Regions from separate parts of the Ovis aries genome. Here region 2 is linked to region 1. A link is a contact called in public Hi-C data. All regions are on one chromosome and are shown on one strand. Each heading gives the region's core, a stretch centred on a gene start, on an enhancer-like site or on the middle of the called end of the contact. The rest is flanking DNA. Distances are from core to core; before and after follow the strand shown.

Region 1 (4,720 bases), core at 1,735-4,234:
TTTCCCTACCAATGTCATTTAACCACTTCAAGAAACTAAAAAATGCGAAGCTTAATACAAAATGTTCAACTAATTTTCCTTAGTTTATTTCTTGACATTCCAAATTTGATCAATCCTTTGTAAAATACTTATTCTGCAGAGATAATGTGAGGATTCAAGATATCACAATAAGATGTCTAAAATAATGCCTGGTTCTCAGTAAATTACTGTCATCATCATTATACTAAAGAAAACAAAGGATCCTAAAGTTGATAAGCAAAACTGCAGAGAACGGGGAGGACATAAAGGTTATGTGTGCCCTACAAAGGCACAATCATGTCACGGAAAGGAAACACTTGGCAGAAAATCCCACATCACACTGAAAAATGCAGCAGCGTGATCACCTCCACAATTACCATCATTTCTATCTTCACCATCAACACCCAACACTTCTCTCCCCTAAAGCATCTATTTACATGCCTTTAATTTTTTCTATTTATGGAATATTTAAACCTATGAAAACATTCCCAAACTCAGCTAACAGAGAATCTTATCATTTTCAATACATGTTTCAAATATATGTACTATGTGCTACACAGATCTGTTTTCATTTCCTCTCTCCCACTATCTTGGCCTATGGGGTCAAGCATGTTTTCAGACTTTCACTACATGGCATAATGGTCTGCACCTTGCTTTCTTAGCTCAACATTTTCCTTGTTTGTTGTTTTTTAATTCAGTCATGTTGTTTCATGTAGATCTAGTTAATTCATGAAAACTGTATTATATTAATATTGTATGAATGTAAAAACACAGTTGTCCATACTCTAATGAGATGTCTACACTGTTTATCTATTTTTATTAACAGGCTACAATAATTTCTTGAGTTTCCAGGATATAGTCATAGAACTAGTAGGTCAAAGGACATATGCCTTCAACTTCATTAGAGGTTACTAAGTTCATCTCCTTTTTCACAACTAGCAGCAGTATAAGAGAGTTCTTGTTTCCTGTCCTCCTCACCAATCCTTGGCACTGTCATACATTTTGCAGGGCCATTCTCCCTCCGTTTGCAGGATCTTAAGTTCCCTGACTAGGGATCAAACTCAGTACTCTCCCCACTTCCCGCAGTGAAAGCTTTGGGGCCTAACCACTGGATCATCAGGGAATTCTCTGTCATACTTTTAAACTTTGCAAACCAAACGGTCTAATGCAGTACTTCATTGATTTATGTCTTCTTGATTAGTAAGATGAGTATCGTTTACTGGTCTTTCACGATTCTGCTTATGTGAAATGCCTTTAACAGTAATGGCCACTTTTCTACTGATCTGTGGTAGTTCTTAAGAATAGTCTGGGTAACAATCCTTTTGCTCTTTCTCCCTCCCCTCCAACATAAACAATATAAAACTGTTGCTGATTTTCATATCTAATAAGGTAGATAAGCAAAGATAATTCCTGCCTTCTCAAAGTTCATAGCTATTTTCCAGACATTTATGTCTGTGTTTCTCAAACCTTTTTGGCCACTCACAAGTGAATTTCTCCATGAGGGCCAATAAACACACACTTAACATATGAAGTGAAAAACAGGACTCTACATCAGTTTTTTCTAAGTAATTAACAACAAGCAAATACACAAGAAAATCACAGCTTGTCTCCTTTCTATATAAATAATTTGGATAGGGTATTAATACAACATATGGCTTTCGTATGGATCAGTACACAAGCATTTATTTGATTAATAACTGTTAGCTAAAATGCTTAATTCATAATATCAGGTACATCCGGATGCCTGAAACAATAATTAAAGAGTCTACTCTCTTTATCCAATAAATTAAGGTATAAATCCAGACTAAGCAGATCAAATATTTTAATTTTCAGTCGCACCATCATACAGTCGGTTCTCCTGGAAAAATTTGCTCTGCAGTAATGAAATGATTCTTCTAGATATTTTAGTGACAGCAGATTTCAGCTGGAAAAAAGTTAACTTCACTTACAGAAGCACTATCGAATGCTTTGTAAAATAAAGACACTACCCTAAAGACGTGTAATAATAGACCAAGAAAGTACCTTAGATCACTTAACTAATACATTTTCAGGTGAGCCACGTGCAATCCAGAAATTAAGAAATCTCCCTAATCCAGGTCCTCCTAGAATCTACAGTCCTCTAAAATCCACAAATTCAGGATTCTTTCCATTACATCATGCATCTTATTTTAGACTCCCCCAGTCTAAAAACTGATTCCTGTCTTGATTTTACAAGATAGTTTTGTGTTATAGAAATAAAATCATCTCCCAACCCCATAACAATCTTTTACTTTCCATACTTCCCAATTTTGCCCTTCCCCCTATCCTCCATTAGACTGTACACAATGAAAAAAAAAAAAAACCTGACTGCTAAATTTCTGAGTGTAATTAGTAGTGGAGTCCTGAGCCCCTGGCTACTGTTTCCACGTTAAACATAGCACTAATCCTTTATATCTTATCCAACAACACCTACTAAACATCGCTTCGCAGGAAGCGCGGTGCACGCCGCTCCTCCTCGCCGGCAGCCCACCGACGCCAGGGAGCCCGGGGCGCCGGGTAGGGGCGGTGCAGGGCACCCGGGGGCTGGGGTCGCTGGGGGAGTGGGGATCCCAAGGAGCGCGGGGAGGGGGGTCCCGGAGGCGCCAGGGAAAAGGCCGGGGGGCGAGGAGCGGCCGACTCACCTTTCCGCAGCTCCCGCTCCCACACGGTGACGATGGGTCGCGAGTGCTTGCGATGGTGGATGAGCCACAGGGACAAGGTCTGCACGCTCTGCTGCGAGTTGCTCAACTCCGACAGCTTCTTCTCCAGCGCCGCCTCGGAGAAAGCGGACATCCCTCCGGCACCGCGTTTGCGCCGTCCCACGCGGTGGGGCTGAGCGGAGGAGACTTTCGCCGCCCCCGCCGCGGCCTCGCCCCCTCACCCCACCCTTCCCCACGCCCTCACCACCACTGCCGCCACATCCAACACCGGCCGCAAACCAGCAAGATGGCGTCCAGCCGGCAGTGACGTCACGGCTGGCCGATGCCCCGCCCCCCGACCAGGCGCGGCCGAGAGGCGGGAACTCCTAGCGGAAGAGGCGGGACCGAGGCTAGTGCTGAAGAGGCGGGACCGAGGCTAGTGCTGAAGAGGCGGGGCGGGTCTGGGCGGGAGGCGGGGCGGGCCTGGGCGGGAGGCGGGGCGGGCCTGGGCGGGAGGCGGGGCGGGCCTGGGCGGGAGGCGGGGCGGGCCTGGGCGGGAGGCGGGGCGGGCCTGGGCGGGAGGCGGGGCGGGCCTGGGCGGGAGGCGGGGCGGGTCTGGGCGGGAGGCGGGGCGGGGTTGGCCAAGCTCCTAGGAGAAGGTCTGTTTCCCAAGCGGTAGTTAAAATCTACATAGGTATTTAAATTTAGTACAGCCACTTTGGAAGATAATATGGCGTGATATAGTCCATTTTATTATACACCTTTCTTGTGACCCTGCGATTTCCCTAACTGCTAACAATGCTAGGAAAACACTAGCACGTTTGCCAGGCCTAGAACCTTTCTTCTGGGGGAAACTATGTCTCCAAAGGGGTAATTAAAAATCCCTTGAACACCAGGCGTTGTGTGGTCCAGCTGCATAACAGAGAGGGGTTGGGACTTTAAGTAAATGGCTAAATTATTTGTGATAGTTCATATTACAGAATACATGCAGTAGTTTAAAAGATTTATAAATCCAGTGGTGGGTTGTGTTTTTTTTAAGTTGCAAAAAAAAGATACAGAATAATGTTTCTTTTATAAAAATGTATATTTTATAAGAATTCATAAGTATATAAAGGCATGGCAAAAAGGTCTAGAAAAATACACATTGCATTAATAGTGGTGTAAAGACAGGATAAGAATTGGCGCCCCTTAAGCTCTGAATTTTTTCATCTTTCACAAGAACATATTCATGTATTACAGAATTTAAAACTAATTTCAGAATTCTCATAATTCAGCACATTTTGACATAGCATTTGTCTGAATTATGATACATCACAAAAGAAACAGAAGAGGAGATACTATCATATTCTAAATATGAATGCAAAAAAAAAGGTACATAAGAAACCACAGGAATGCCTAAGCCATGTTTTGAGACGCACTGCTTAAGAACTTTCCACCAAGTAGGCATCAAATAGACCTATTTATTTGAAGCAGGGGCTGCAAAACATTGTAGATGTGTGTTAGTCACTCAGTCGTGTCCAGTTCTTTGCCACCTCATGGACTTAGCCTGCCAGTCTTCTCTGTCCATGGAATTCTGCAGGCAAGAATACTGGAGTTAATAGCCATTCCCCTCCAAGGGATCTTCTCGACCCAGGGATCAAACCCAGGTCTCTTGCATTGAAGGCTGATTCTTTACTGTCTGAGCCACCATGGAAGCCCAAAGATGTACTAAATGCGATTAATGTATGTTTTCAAATGGTTAATTTTATGTTATGTGCATTTTATTTCAGTAAAAAAAAAAAAGAAACCTAATAGCAATGACTACATTTATTTCACATTCTCCACATTGTAATGGACCCAAACGGTTATGAGGGCTCTTATGTTTGCCAAACTTAGGATAAAAGAAAATTTACAAGCTAAAAAAAGTTCAGTTTTAAGTTAAATTTTGTGTAAGTTTTTTTTTTTTACTTAAGAATTTTTTATTTTTAATTGAAGTGTAGTTGATTTACAATATTATATTAGCTTCAGGTGTACAAATAGTGACTCAGCATTTTTGTAGATTATAC
Region 2 (4,686 bases), core at 1,745-4,244, 270 kb before region 1:
ACTGCAGCCATGAAATTAAAAGATGTTTGCTCCTTGGAAGAAAAGCTATGACTAACCTAGACAGTGTATTAAAAAGCAGAGACATTACTTTGCCAACAAAGTTCTGTCTAGTTAAAGCTATGGTTTTTCCAGTAGTCATGTATTGATGTGAGAGTTGGACCATAAAGAAGGCTGAGTACTGAAGAATTGATGCTTTTGAACTGTGGTGTTGGAGAAGAAGACTCTTGAGGGTCACTTGAACAGCAAGGATATCAAACCAGTCAATCCTAAAGGAAATCAGTCCAGAATATTCATTGGAAGGACAGGTGCTAAAGCTGAAACTCCAATACTTTGGCCCCCTGATGCAAATGACTAATTGGAAAAGATCTTGATGCTGGGAGAGATTGAGGGCAAGACAAGAACAGGGCAACAGAGGATGAGATGGTTGGATGGCATCACTGACTCAAGGGACAGGAGTTTGAGCAAACTCAGGGAGACAGTGAAAGGAAACCTGGCTTGCTGCAGTTCATGGGATCACTGAGTTAGACACAACTTAACGACTGAACAACAATAAGGACCCTGAGGCTCCAGGGCGGTTGAGAGGCTCATTTAGGGCTCTGCTGAGATGTGAATAGGATTCCCAGGTAGCTCAGTGGTAAAGAATCTGCCTAACAATGTGGGAGAAGCAGGTTCAATCCCTGGGTTGGGAAGATCCCCTGGAGGAGGAAATGGCAACCTACTCCAGTATCCTCACCTGGAGATTCATGGGCAGAAGAGCCTAGCAGGTTACAGTCCTTTTTATTCAGTCACTAAGTCATATCTGACTCTTTGTGACCCCACGGACTGCTGCATACCAGGCTTCCCTGTCCTTCACTGTCTCCCAGAGTTTGCTCAAACTCATGTCCATTGAGTCAGTGATGCCATCCAATCATCTTATCCTCTCCTTCCCCCTTCTCCTCCTGCCCAAATCTTTCTTTCCCAGTATCAGGTTCTTTTCTAGTGAGTCAGCTCTTCCCATCAGGTGGCCAAAATATTGGAGCTTCAATTTCAGCATCAGTCCTTTCAATGAATATTCGGGGTTGATCTTGCAGTCCAAGGGACTCTCAAGAGTCTTCTCCAACACCACAGTTCAAAAGCATCAATTCTTTGGCACTCAGTTCAGTTCAGTTCAGTTCAGTCGCTCAGTCATGTCCGACTCTTTGCGACCCCATGAATAGCAGCATGCCAGGCCTCCCTGTCCATCACCAACTCCCAGAGTTCACTCAGACTCGCGTCCATCAAGTCAGTGATGCCATCCAGCCATCTCATCCTCTGTCATCCCCTTTTCCTCCTGCCCCCAATGCCTGCCAGCATCAGAGTCTTTTCCAATGAGTTAACTCTTTGCATGAGGTGGCCAAAGTATCGGAGTTTCAGCTTTAGCATCATTCCTTACAAAGAACACCCAGGGCTGATCTCCTTTAGAATGGACTGGTTGGATCTCCTTGCAGTCCAAGGGACTCTCAAGAGTCTTCTTCAACACCACAGTTCAAAAGCATCATTCTTCGGTGCTCAGCTTTCTTCACAGTCCAACTCTCACATCCATACATGACCACTGGAAAAACCATAGCCTTGACTACACAGACCTTTGTTGGCAAAGTAATGTCTCTGCTTTTCAATATGCTATCTATGTTGATCATAACTTTCCTTCCAAGAAGTAAGTGTCTTTTAATTTCATGGCTGCAATCACCATCTGCAGTGATTTTGGAGCCAAAAAAAAAATAAAGTCTGACACTGTTTCCACTGTTTCCCATCTATTTCCCATGAAGTGATGGGACCAGATGCCACGATCTTCGTTTTCTGACTGTTGAGCTTTAAGCCAACTTTTTCACTCTCCTCTTTCACTTTCATCAAGAGGCTTTTTAGTTCCTCTTCACTTTCTGCCATGAGGGTGGTGTCATCTGCATATCTGAGGTTATTGATATTTCTCCCAACAATCTTGATTCCAGCTTGTGCTTCTTCCAGCCCAGCGTTTCTCATGATGTACTCTGCATAGAAGTTAAATAAGCAGGGTTAGCCTTCTTTATTGTCCAACTCTCACATTCATACATGACTACTGGAAAAACCATAGTTTTGACTACATGGACTTTGTTGGCAAAGTAATGTCTGTGCTTTTTAATATGCCATTTAGGTTTGTCATAGTTTTTGTTCAAAGGAGCAAGCATCTTTTGATTTCATGGCTGCAGTCACCATCAGCAGTAACTGTGAATCCCAAGAAAATAAAATCTGCCACTGTTTCTACTTTTTCCCCATCTATTTGCCATAAAGTGATGGGACCGGATGCCATGAGCTTAGTTTTTTGAATGTTGAGTTTTAAGCCAGCTTTTTCACTCTCCTCTTTCACCCTCATCAAGAGGCTCTTTAGTTCCTCTTCACTTTCTGTTGTTAGGGTGGTATCATATGCATATCTGAGGTTGTTGACATTTCTCCAGCAATCCTGATTCCAGCTTGTGCTTCATCCAGCCTGGCATTTTGCATGATGTACTCTGCATATAAGTTACATAAGCAGGGTGACAATATACGACCTTGACGTACTGTTTTCCCAATTTGGAACCAGTCCCTTGTCCCATGTCCAGTTTTAATTGTTTCTTCTTGACTTACATACAGATTTCTCAGGAGGCAGGTCAGATGGTCTGGTATTCCCATCTCTTGAAGAATTTTCCACAGTTCGTTGTGATCCACACAGTCAAAGGCTTTAGCATAATCAATGAAGCAGAAGTAGATGTTTTTCTGGAACTCTCTTGCTTTTTCGATGATCCAGCGGATGTTGGTAATTTAATCTCTGTTACCTTTCCCTTTTCTAAGCCCAGTTTGTACATCTGAAAGTTCTCAATTCACATACAGTTGAAGCCTAGCTTGTAGGGCTACAGTCCATGGGGGTCACAAAGAGACATGAAGAGTCAGGCACAACTGAGCGCCGCTGTTCACAATAACGGCCCTCAAATCCAAAAACAAAAAGTGTAGTAGGTAGCTTGTCCAGCAGGTGGCACTGTTATACTAGGCAATGCCTCTGCGTAGCGTGGCAGCCATTAAACCGTTGAAACTGTTCTCCACTAGCTGGAATTCCGTTTTGTTTCTGCTGGAGCACCAGGGGTGGTTTAGGGAGGGGAGGATGTGGCCTGGATGTTGCTCTAGCACTTCTGTACCCGCGGGGACCCCGGGCAGGAGAATCCCCTCCGTCACTCACCCAGTGGGAAGGCACTAAACACCTCGGTTCTGCCCCTCCGTTCCGTGGCAGAAGTCACAACCACAGGACGGTGAATGGCCCATAGGACCTCGCCCACAAGGCCACTGAAGGTTTCATGCCCTTCTGCAAACTTTGCCAGAACCCTGTCCTTTGAGTTTCGGAGCCTTTTTAATCCAGGAGAACATGGACCCAGGAGTCTCACCTGCACAGGAGGCAGGGATTACAGTGATGAGAGTCCCTTACACCAGGACGCCACGTTTTCCCCTGGCTGGGTTATCAGGGAACAAACAGGGCCGTGGAGCTAGCCCTTCCCACCGGCGGACGGTGGGAGCAGCAGGAAAGAAACAGGGCCAGTTTCCTGTCTCCCCTCCTCCAGGGTCTCCACCTGAGCTTGCCACTTACTGCTCCCAGGGTCTGGTGCCTGGTGCGTGGGCCCAAGGGTTTCTTTCTTCCTCTGTGCAGGCCACCACCTTCCCATCAGCATCCTCCGTCCTTTGTGCCCAACCCCGTGACACCAAATGGCCCAGGCAAAACAGGGGTCAGGGCTTCACATTCTTTGCATGCACAGTAAAAGATGTAGGAGAGCAAGGTGCTCAAAGAAAATTGTCTCTCGCAACACTGAAGAAATTATGTGAAGAGGTAATGTCAAAAATATACTGGATAACTTAAAATGGGATACTAAAAATATTTTAAGGGAATTCTCTAGTAGTTCAGTGGTTAAGACTCTGCTTCTATTGCAAGGGGCAGGGGTTGGCCCCCTGGTTCAGGAACTAAGATCCTCCCACATGCCACCCACACAGCCAAAAAAAGTGTAAGTATCCTAAACAAAGGTAGGCAGGGGAAACACAAGAATGAAAAACAGAGGGCACAAATGGGAAACGAAAAGGGGAGGTCTGGATCTATGCATGTTAATAATTATGTTAAGTGTAAATACGGTAAACACACCAATTCAAGAAACAGTTTGGCAGAATGGATTTTTTTTAAAAATGACCCAAGTACCTGCTATCTGCAAGAAACTCTCTTCACATGTGAGCTCAGTCGTGTCCGACTCTGTGGCCCCATGGACTGTAGTCTGCCAGGCTCCTCTGCCCACCACATTTTCCAGGCAAGAATACTGAAGTGGAGTGCCATTTCCTACTCCGGGGGATCTTTCCGACCTAGGGATCAAACCCATGTCTCTTGCATCTCCTGCACTGGCAGGTGGATTCTTAACCTCCAGCGCCACCTGGCAAGCCCCTATTATAATATAGGTAGGTTAAAAAGAGAAAGTATGAAAAAAAAAAAAACCACAAAACCTTGGAAACCCCAACGAATCAAAGAAGGGTAGCTATAGTAATATCAAAGTAAACTTCAGAGCAAAGAAATTAGCAGATTTAAAGAGAGACATTACACATTGTTAGAAGAATCAATCCACCAAGAAGGGAAAACACTTCTAAATGTATAAACACCTGAGAGTAGAGCTTCAAAATATAAGAAGCAAAAAC

The links. Hi-C and Micro-C count contacts between places; a contact is called where the count stands out from the background.
Region 2: a contact with region 1 is called in a Hi-C map of hypothalamus, with 6 times the contacts expected there. The contact joins the enhancer-like site here to the promoter of RPRD1A in region 1. A contact is called at or near these places in 6 of 16 Hi-C or Micro-C datasets (hypothalamus, liver, muscle and 3 more).

What each region holds. Positions count from the first base shown.
Region 1 is chr23:21,417,072-21,421,791 of ARS-UI_Ramb_v3.0, reverse strand. RPRD1A (regulation of nuclear pre-mRNA domain containing 1A) reads right to left here and starts at 2,984. Exons shown (of 7, transcript XM_004020428.6): 1 at 2,679-2,984. The coding sequence starts at 2,829.
Region 2 is chr23:21,684,404-21,689,089 of ARS-UI_Ramb_v3.0, reverse strand. No RefSeq gene overlaps it. Among named protein-coding and RNA genes, the nearest start is that of GALNT1, 180 kb to the left of the region's middle. Within about 2 kb of position 2,994, at least 11 of the 54 cell types and tissues checked have an H3K27ac peak or open chromatin away from gene starts, as enhancers often do. A contact at or near this core is called in hypothalamus and liver, where this site is marked.